Linked DNA regions of Mus musculus: region 2 is linked to region 1. Evidence: chromatin contacts called from public HiChIP or PLAC-seq data. All regions are on one chromosome and are shown on one strand. The core of a region is the stretch at or near the end of the contact, and the rest is flanking DNA. Distances in the headings are between cores, read along the strand shown. Region 1 has its middle 13 kb from the start of 4833427F10Rik. Region 2 has its middle 8.5 kb from the start of Ier3.

Region 1 (3,726 bases), core at 599-3,098:
ATCAGAGAATCACATATTTCCGGGAGGTTTAGGATGCCTGTTAGAGGGTTCTAGGGGTGTGTGGAGATTTTACTGTCACAGTCTTTATCTCCTAATTGTAGTCCCACACAGCACCTGTTCTCGACTTCAGTGGAAGTTTCCCCACACGGGAATTTTTACTGCCTCATAATAAGCCAACAGTGTTCACATTTATCACCTCTTGAATTGCCCACTTCTGACATTAGTCAGGTACCAACTGCATCTGTATTTCCTGACCTACACCTTATAGGGGCTGGAGAGATAGCTCAGCACATGCCGCTCTTCTAAAGGATATATGTTAGGTACCCAAGCACCTACATCAGGTTCACCATCATTGTTACTAATTTCCAGAGCATCTGATGCCTTTTCTGGGCATTAGATGCTCACATGTGTGAGTACACACACACAAATTTAAAACTATAATGAGGAGCTGGAGAGGTGGCTCAGTACTTAGGAGCACTGGCTGTTCTTCGAGAGGTCCTGAGTTCAGTTCCCAGCATGCACATGGTGGCTCACATCCATCTGTAGCTCCAATTCCAGGGTATCTGATGTAGTCTTCTGGCTTCCAAGGGCATTGCATGAATATAGTGCATAGACATACATACAGGCAAAATACCCATGCACATTGAGTAAAAATAAATCCAGTTGTTTTGGTTTTTTTGAGACAGGGGTTTTCTGTGTAGCCCTGGCTGTCCTGGAACTCACTCTGAAGACCAGGCTGGCCTTGATCTCCAAGGCCTCCCATCTCTGCCTCCCAAATTACAGTATTAAAGGCAAACACCACCACTGCCTGGCTAAAGTAACTTTTAAAAGTCACACAAAACAAATATATTTTTTTAAAATAGCCCTAATAAAATCTTTTACATGTCTACAGTTTCTAGTTTGGAATGATGGACAGAGGTTTGACTATGGGATGGAAACAATCAGATATACAAGATGGAAGAAAACTCACACATATAGCTGCTGAGCTCTGCCCAGGCTAGTGAGACTAAGTGTTCAGAAATCTATCTGATAAGAGATAAAAAGCAGAAAGTGAATATACGGTACCCTACCCTAAATACAAACTTGTGATGGTTAGCTGTAATTGTCAACCAGACATGACCTAGAATCACCTGGGGGAAGAGTCTCAGTGAGGGAGTGCCAACTGGAGGACTTAAGTGATGTGGGAAGAACCAGCCCACCTAGGGTGACACCATTCCCTAGGCAGAGATTTCTGTATTACGCAGGAGTGAAGGGAAAGAGTTGAGCACAAGCATGCAACTATGTTGGCATGGATACATTTATGTTTCTTTAATATTGACTGTAAATACAATGTGACTACACATTAGCATGCATGCATATTTGTATCTCTACTATTGACTGTAGACGTGATATGATGTGTTGAAGTCCCTGCCTTGACTTCCTCACAATGATGAGTAGTATCCTGAAATGTTTAAAATAAACCCTTTCTCCCCTAAGATTCTTTTTGCAAGTGTGGGTGTTTTTCTACAGCAATGATACTAGAAGAGTATCCAGTGTCCCGAGCAGCATAAGTCAATACAGTCTGGGTATTTTACCAAGGTTGTGATGCTAAATCGCTGAACCATTTCTTCAGATGCCCCTCAACCTCCGTTTCTGTACAATCAGTAGCCAAGGTGCCTCCCCGCCACCTGGCAAGCACCTTCAGAGCTCATGGTTTAATCACACATCACAGCCTTCATTCAAACCTCTGCTCTACAGCCTTTATCTTTAACCCACAATCCTCCCCCGCTCTTCTGTTCAGTCACCCAACAGATATGTGCAAAATGTCACTGTGTTCCAGGCACTGCGCTGGCAACAGAATAAAGATATCCAGTAACAGCCCCTCCCTGGCTGTGGGCCCCTACAGCCCAGGGTGGTCACCGATGAGTCAGAACCAACCTTAGTGCCCACGTCTGAGCTGAGCCCATCAACAGAATCATCCGAGTGAGGTCAGAGGTCAGAAGATTGGGACTCTGTAAGAGTTCCAACGTGGCCTGGAATTTCATGTCCTACAGACCCCAACACAACTTACCAATTATGTGGCATTATCTCTGCACTTCTATTCCTTTCTGGAAATAACCCTAGCTGGTCAATAGACAAGAATAGATGATTTACCATTTGGTGGTTAGTTGGTTTTTTTGAGACGAGCCCTTATATTGCAGTCTAGCTTTAAACTTACTATGTACCTGAGAAAGACCTTGAACTGCTGATTCCCCTGCCTCTACCTCCCTAGGCTGAGAAGTAAACCTCACTATGCCTGGTTTTGATGTCCTTTTTGTAACACTTGGCCTGAGTAGTGTACATGGCTCATCTCGTATGCACAAGTCTCTGGGTTCAATCGCATAAAACAGGGGTGATGGTTCATGCCTATAATCCCAGCATCCAAGAGTAGAGGCAAAAAAATAATCAGGAGTTAAAGGTCACCTCAGCTACATACCAAGTTTGAGACCAGCTTGAGAACTCTGGGGGGGGGGGGGGAGTGCGGGAAGAAAGAGGTGAGGGGAGGAAGAGAGAAAGGGACTTTAAGCATCCTTCTCCTAGAAATCCCCCAACTCACCCATCTACAAACAGAGGAGAGATTCCTGGGCTTCAGTGTCTGCCCCAGCTAGAGTCACTCCCTGCATGGGTCTTCAGTGTCTTCCTCATGCCCAGAAGGCCTTTGGACTGCTGGAAAAACACTAAGCTGAAAGCACAAAGGGTCCAAGGAAGACAGACAGACAGCAACGTGGAACCCAGTGCAGGGAATCAGACTCGTGTTGATTTTGACCCATGTCCAGTTTTAGCCCAGCCGGGACAAGAAGATCTTGTCCAGGAAAACTGAAGCGACAGCGGGGGTAGGGGGGTGGGTGGGGAGAGGCACAAATCAAACTTGGTCGGGGCTCTGATGGAAAAAGATAATGTTTAATTAGCTTATTGTAATACACAAAAGGGCTGTTTCTTGGTAAGAAGTGGATTTCCACACAACCTGGAAAGGAGATTTTTCACAGCCATAGTTGAAAGTCAGCCTTGAGGGGGAACGCTGAGACACTGGTTTTCTTTGCTGGCTTGTTTTGTTGTACTAGGAATTGAACCAAGGGCCTCACGTGTGAGGCAAGCCATCTGCCACTAAGCTATAACTGTGACCCTGATAAAGCTGACTACATAAAATTTTATTATTTATTTGGGGGGGGGGGGAATGATTTCCAAAGGAAAAGGATGGTTACAACAATCAGTTCTCTCCTTCCACTGTGTGAGGTCCAGACACGGCACTCAGGATCTCGTACGTGGGGGCAGAAGCCTTTACCTGACAAAGTCATCTCACCGTCTGACTAGTCAGTGCCTGTCTTTAATCCCAGCACTCTGGAGGCAGAGGCAGGTGGATCTCTGTGAGTTCAAGGCCAGCCTGGTCTAGATAATGAGTTCCAGCTCTGCCTGAGCGACACAGAGAAACCCTCAAAAACATCATCATTTTTTTCATTGTGTATGTGTGTATGTATATATGTATGTTTGTATGTATGTATGTATGTATGTATGTATGTATGTATGTGTGTGTGTGTATGTATGTGGAGGTGCCGGAGGAGGCTAGATATTCCCTCGAGTTGGGGGTACAGGAAGTTATGAGTCACCTAGCATAGAAAGGAACCAAACATGAGTTCCCTGCAAGAATAATGCGTGTTCCTAATCGCTGAACCATCTTTCCAGCCTCCTTACACATAACATTTTAGAAAC
Region 2 (3,726 bases), core at 777-3,276, 54 kb after region 1:
CGAGACCAACCTAAGACACAGAGGGTAAGACCTGTCTCAAAAACCAAACCACTTTCGAAAAGAGGTTGGCAATTTTCCCGGAATTAAAAAATACACCCAGTAGCTGGGTTTGTCTCTCAGTTGTCCATTGCTTTCCTAGCAAGCACAAGGTTCTGGCTTCCACACCAGTACCAAAACAAACAAGCAAAAGAATAAAAATAGATGCTGCAGAGAGCATTGGAGAGTAAGAGCCCTTGCTGCTCTGGCAGAGGAGCCAGGGCTGGGTTCCTAGTGTCCCAGGTCTGCTCACAACCACTTGTCTCTTCAGTTCCAGGGACTCTAATACCCTCCTCTGACCTCTGTGCATCAGGCACATGGTATACATACAGGCATGCTCATATACACATAAGATAAAAATAAATGATAACAAAAGGGGCTGGAGAGATGGCTCAGCAGTTATGAGCACCGCTTGCCCTTGCAGAGGTTCTGAGTTCAATTCCCAGAACCCATATGGTGGTCCACAGCCATCTGTAACTCAAGTTCCAGAGGATCCAACAGCCTCTTCTAGCCTCCATGGGCACCAGGAGGTTATATTTGTGTGTGTGTGTGTTTGTGTGTGTGTGTGTGTGTGTGTGTGTATGTGTGTGTGTGTGTGTGTGTGTGTGCAAGGTACACTTACATGTCTATAGGCAAAACATTCATACACAGAAAAAAAACATTTAAAAATAATAAATCAGGGCTAGAAAGATGACTCAGCAATTAAGAGCTCTTGTTGCCCTACCGGAGGGCCGGGCACCCACATGATAGCTCATAACCATCCGTAACTCCAGAGGATCTAATGCATTCTTCTGCCTTGTTTGTTCCCTGGCTCCTTTGTTTATGCCTTAGGACTGACCATATGCTTTGTATGTACCTAGAATGATATAAAAGCAGTCTGGAAAAGAATAAACCCACTTCACCTTCAGCCCTGGCTGGAGTCATGTTCTAGTGTTGCCTTTTTGGTCTTTAATCCTCACTCACTCCCTCAAGACCATGTTGACTGACTGAACTGGCTTGGTCAGCCCGGGGAACCCCAGGCCCTGCCTACTTTGACTTTGCACGGTTATAGCTGTAGGCATCTTTATTCACCCATCAGGGATAACTTGGGGGGCAAGGTCACAGCATCACTTGGGTCTACTTGGAGATCCTCACGTTCCTGAGGGTCAACCAGGCCTTGGGGCCAGCGTTTAGCATGACAGTACAAACAAAAGAGCAAACCTCAATGCCTTAATGCTCCTTATCCTCTTCCACATCCAGAGGGCTGAGATTATAGGTTTGCACCACAGTGTCTATTTTTCCGCTGTGAGGGATCAGACCTCAGGCCTCAAGCATACTCAGCAAGCCCTCCAGCCACTAAGCCACATCTTCATCCTCACCTCACCTCATCAGTTCAAGAACTGAACCCAGGCCGTGCCGGTGAAAGTCCCAAGTGCCAGACTTTAGCACCAGGGGCACCTGGCTTTTGGAAGGTTCTTTGTGACCCAGCACCGCCCTCATTTCCTGAAAGTCCTTGGTTCTGAATACCAAATGCATTAGATAGGTTGGTCTCAGCTGAGATGCAGCAGCTCCAAAGGTGGCTCAGCTGCCCAGGAATGTGGGAGTCCCTGCTTTCTGAACTGGGGAATGTAGCTATACAACCACTCCTACATTCTGGGGGGCAGTAGCACTTGATCTATCCTCGATCTCCAGCAGACAGGAGCAACTCCAAATGAGAGCCATTCAGGGAAGGAGCTCAGTGGTGAGAAGAAACACGTGTCATCTCACATTCCCTTCGGTGCTGAGTGGGATTTCTAACTCCTTGATTGTCTGATGCGGGGGGAATGTCTGCAGTGGGCCAGAACTACTTAGGAGCCAGAATGACGGCAGCTTAAGGCCCAGACACTCTAGGGAATCTATGAGACAGTGGAGACAAAACCTGAAGGGAAAGCAAAGCTCTAGTCTGCCCGGTCCAGCTTCCTCTTTCATGAGGTCATGTCAAAGCCATACTGGGGAGGCAGAGTGCCAGGGACTGAGTGAGGTTGTTTTTTCCCTAACTTGGTTCTGAGTCACATGGCATCTCCTCTTCCCAGAATACCACCGCAGGGCTCACCCTTGGCAGCAGATCAAGCCAGTCCTAACACGCGATCCCTAATGGCATCTGGCCAGCCCTCAACTTGAGCATTCTAGCTGAGAGGCTTCTCTGGGAGGGGACATTCCCTCCCAACCTTTAAAGAAAAGGCCCTGTGGTACTGCTCTCGAGGGGGAGGGAGGCACAGCAGACTTTCGGGGACCTATAAAAAAACCCGCTTCTGAATCATGGGGCTTCAGAAGTGCAAGTCCAACGGAGGGCCTGTAATCTAAGGCCTTCAACTGTATAGATCAGTCATCGGTAAATACAGGGTACCACAAAAGGCATGACAAAGAGACACCTTTACCCACTCTACCTTTCCCCCGATTTGATCTTGTGTAAAAAGGGTGGGGTGGGCAGTGGTTCAGTTGGTAGAGTGCTCGTCTAGCATACAGGAAGTCCTCGGTTCAGTCATACCCTCCAGTTGCTAACACTGAAGTAATGACTGGAGCTGCAGGCCGACTCCCATATGATCAAGGTAGAGTGCTTGCCTAGCACACAGAGGCCCTGTGTTCAGTGTCTAGTACCCAGTAAATTGCGACTAATCCCAGCAGTTCAAGGTCCTTCTCAGCTACTTAGAGAGTTCAAGGCCATGGTGAGTTTCATGAGTCTGCCTCTCTCTCTAGAGACAGAGGTCTCTCTGTCTCACTCTCTGTCTCTCTGTCTCTGTGTGTGTGTGTGTGTGTGTGTGTGTGTGTGTGTGTGTGTGTAGGCATTCATGCCACAGTCTGTGAATGGAAATCAGAGGACAGCTTGTGGGAGTTGGCCTTCTCCTCCTGCTGTGTGGATCCTGGGCATAGAGCTTAAGGTATTTTAGGCTCTTTAGGCTTGATGGCAGGCATCTTTGCCACAAGAGCCATCTCAACAGCCAGAGACATTATCTAAAACAAACAAACAAACAAACAAACAAAAAACAGGCAGTGCCTTTAATCCTAACACTTGGGAGGCAGAGGCAGGCGGATTTCTGAGTTCGAGGCCAGCCTGGACTACAAAGTGAGTTCCAGGACAGCCAGGGCTACACAGATACACAGAAAAACCCTGTCTCAAAAAACCAAAAAAAAAAAAAAAAAAAAAAAAAAAAGAAAGAAAGAAAAATGAAAAAAGTTCTAGACCTTGGAAAATTGGAAACAGCGTCCTACAAGATGAACAAGTCAGCCTTCATAGAATTACAATCTGGCAAGAAGGAAACCGAAGCCAAAGAGAAGCCCTATTCTCTGCTTCCTGAAATCTAGTCTAGGAAGCCTGCGTTGGTGCAGCTGGACAAAGCTGGGCTGAGCCAGACCGAGCTGCATTACAGGGCAGGTAGACCTGTTACTGCTGCAGCTTGTCCAGCTGCTCCAGGCACATTTGCCCTGCTTTTGCGTCATAGGAAAATTGCCAGAAGCTGGTGGAAGCTAAACAATCGACTTCAGGGGTCATTGATTAACTGCCTAAGACATACCTCCGTGTTCTACTCCTATCAATGGAGGCCTCTGGCTAGATTTGTTCCAGCTAAACCGTGTGTCAGCCAAGAGCAAGGGTGAGTGTGTAAAATTCACTTGCATTGGCCAAAGAGGAAGTAGGAACACAGAAATCTCTCCTTTCTCCATGATGAACAAAGA

What was found. HiChIP or PLAC-seq counts read pairs in DNA pulled down with a chosen protein or histone mark.
Region 2: a contact with region 1 is called in a CTCF HiChIP or PLAC-seq map of CD8 T cells, with 15 read pairs. The contact joins two enhancer-like sites. A contact is called at or near these places in 2 of 15 datasets of contacts at CTCF or cohesin (CD8 T cells and the NIH/3T3 cell line), 71 of 484 Hi-C or Micro-C datasets (the AtT-20 cell line, B cells, the Ba/F3 cell line and 49 more), 16 of 115 datasets of contacts at active chromatin or transcription factors (CD8 T cells, the HPC-7 cell line, a colorectal cancer cell line and 10 more) and 2 of 9 other capture datasets (bone marrow-derived macrophages and embryonic stem cells).

Annotation. Positions count from the first base shown.
Region 1 is chr17:35,757,168-35,760,893 of GRCm38.p6, forward strand. No RefSeq gene overlaps it. Among named protein-coding and RNA genes, the nearest start is that of 4833427F10Rik, 13 kb to the right of the region's middle. Within about 2 kb of position 1,849, at least 40 of the 459 cell types and tissues checked have an H3K27ac peak or open chromatin away from gene starts, as enhancers often do. A contact at or near this core is called in the C2C12 cell line, CD8 T cells, the G1E-ER4 cell line and 5 more, where this site is marked.
Region 2 is chr17:35,811,340-35,815,065 of GRCm38.p6, forward strand. No RefSeq gene overlaps it. Among named protein-coding and RNA genes, the nearest start is that of Ier3, 8.5 kb to the right of the region's middle. Within about 2 kb of position 2,027, at least 276 of the 459 cell types and tissues checked have an H3K27ac peak or open chromatin away from gene starts, as enhancers often do. A contact at or near this core is called in the C2C12 cell line, CD8 T cells, the G1E-ER4 cell line and 5 more, where this site is marked.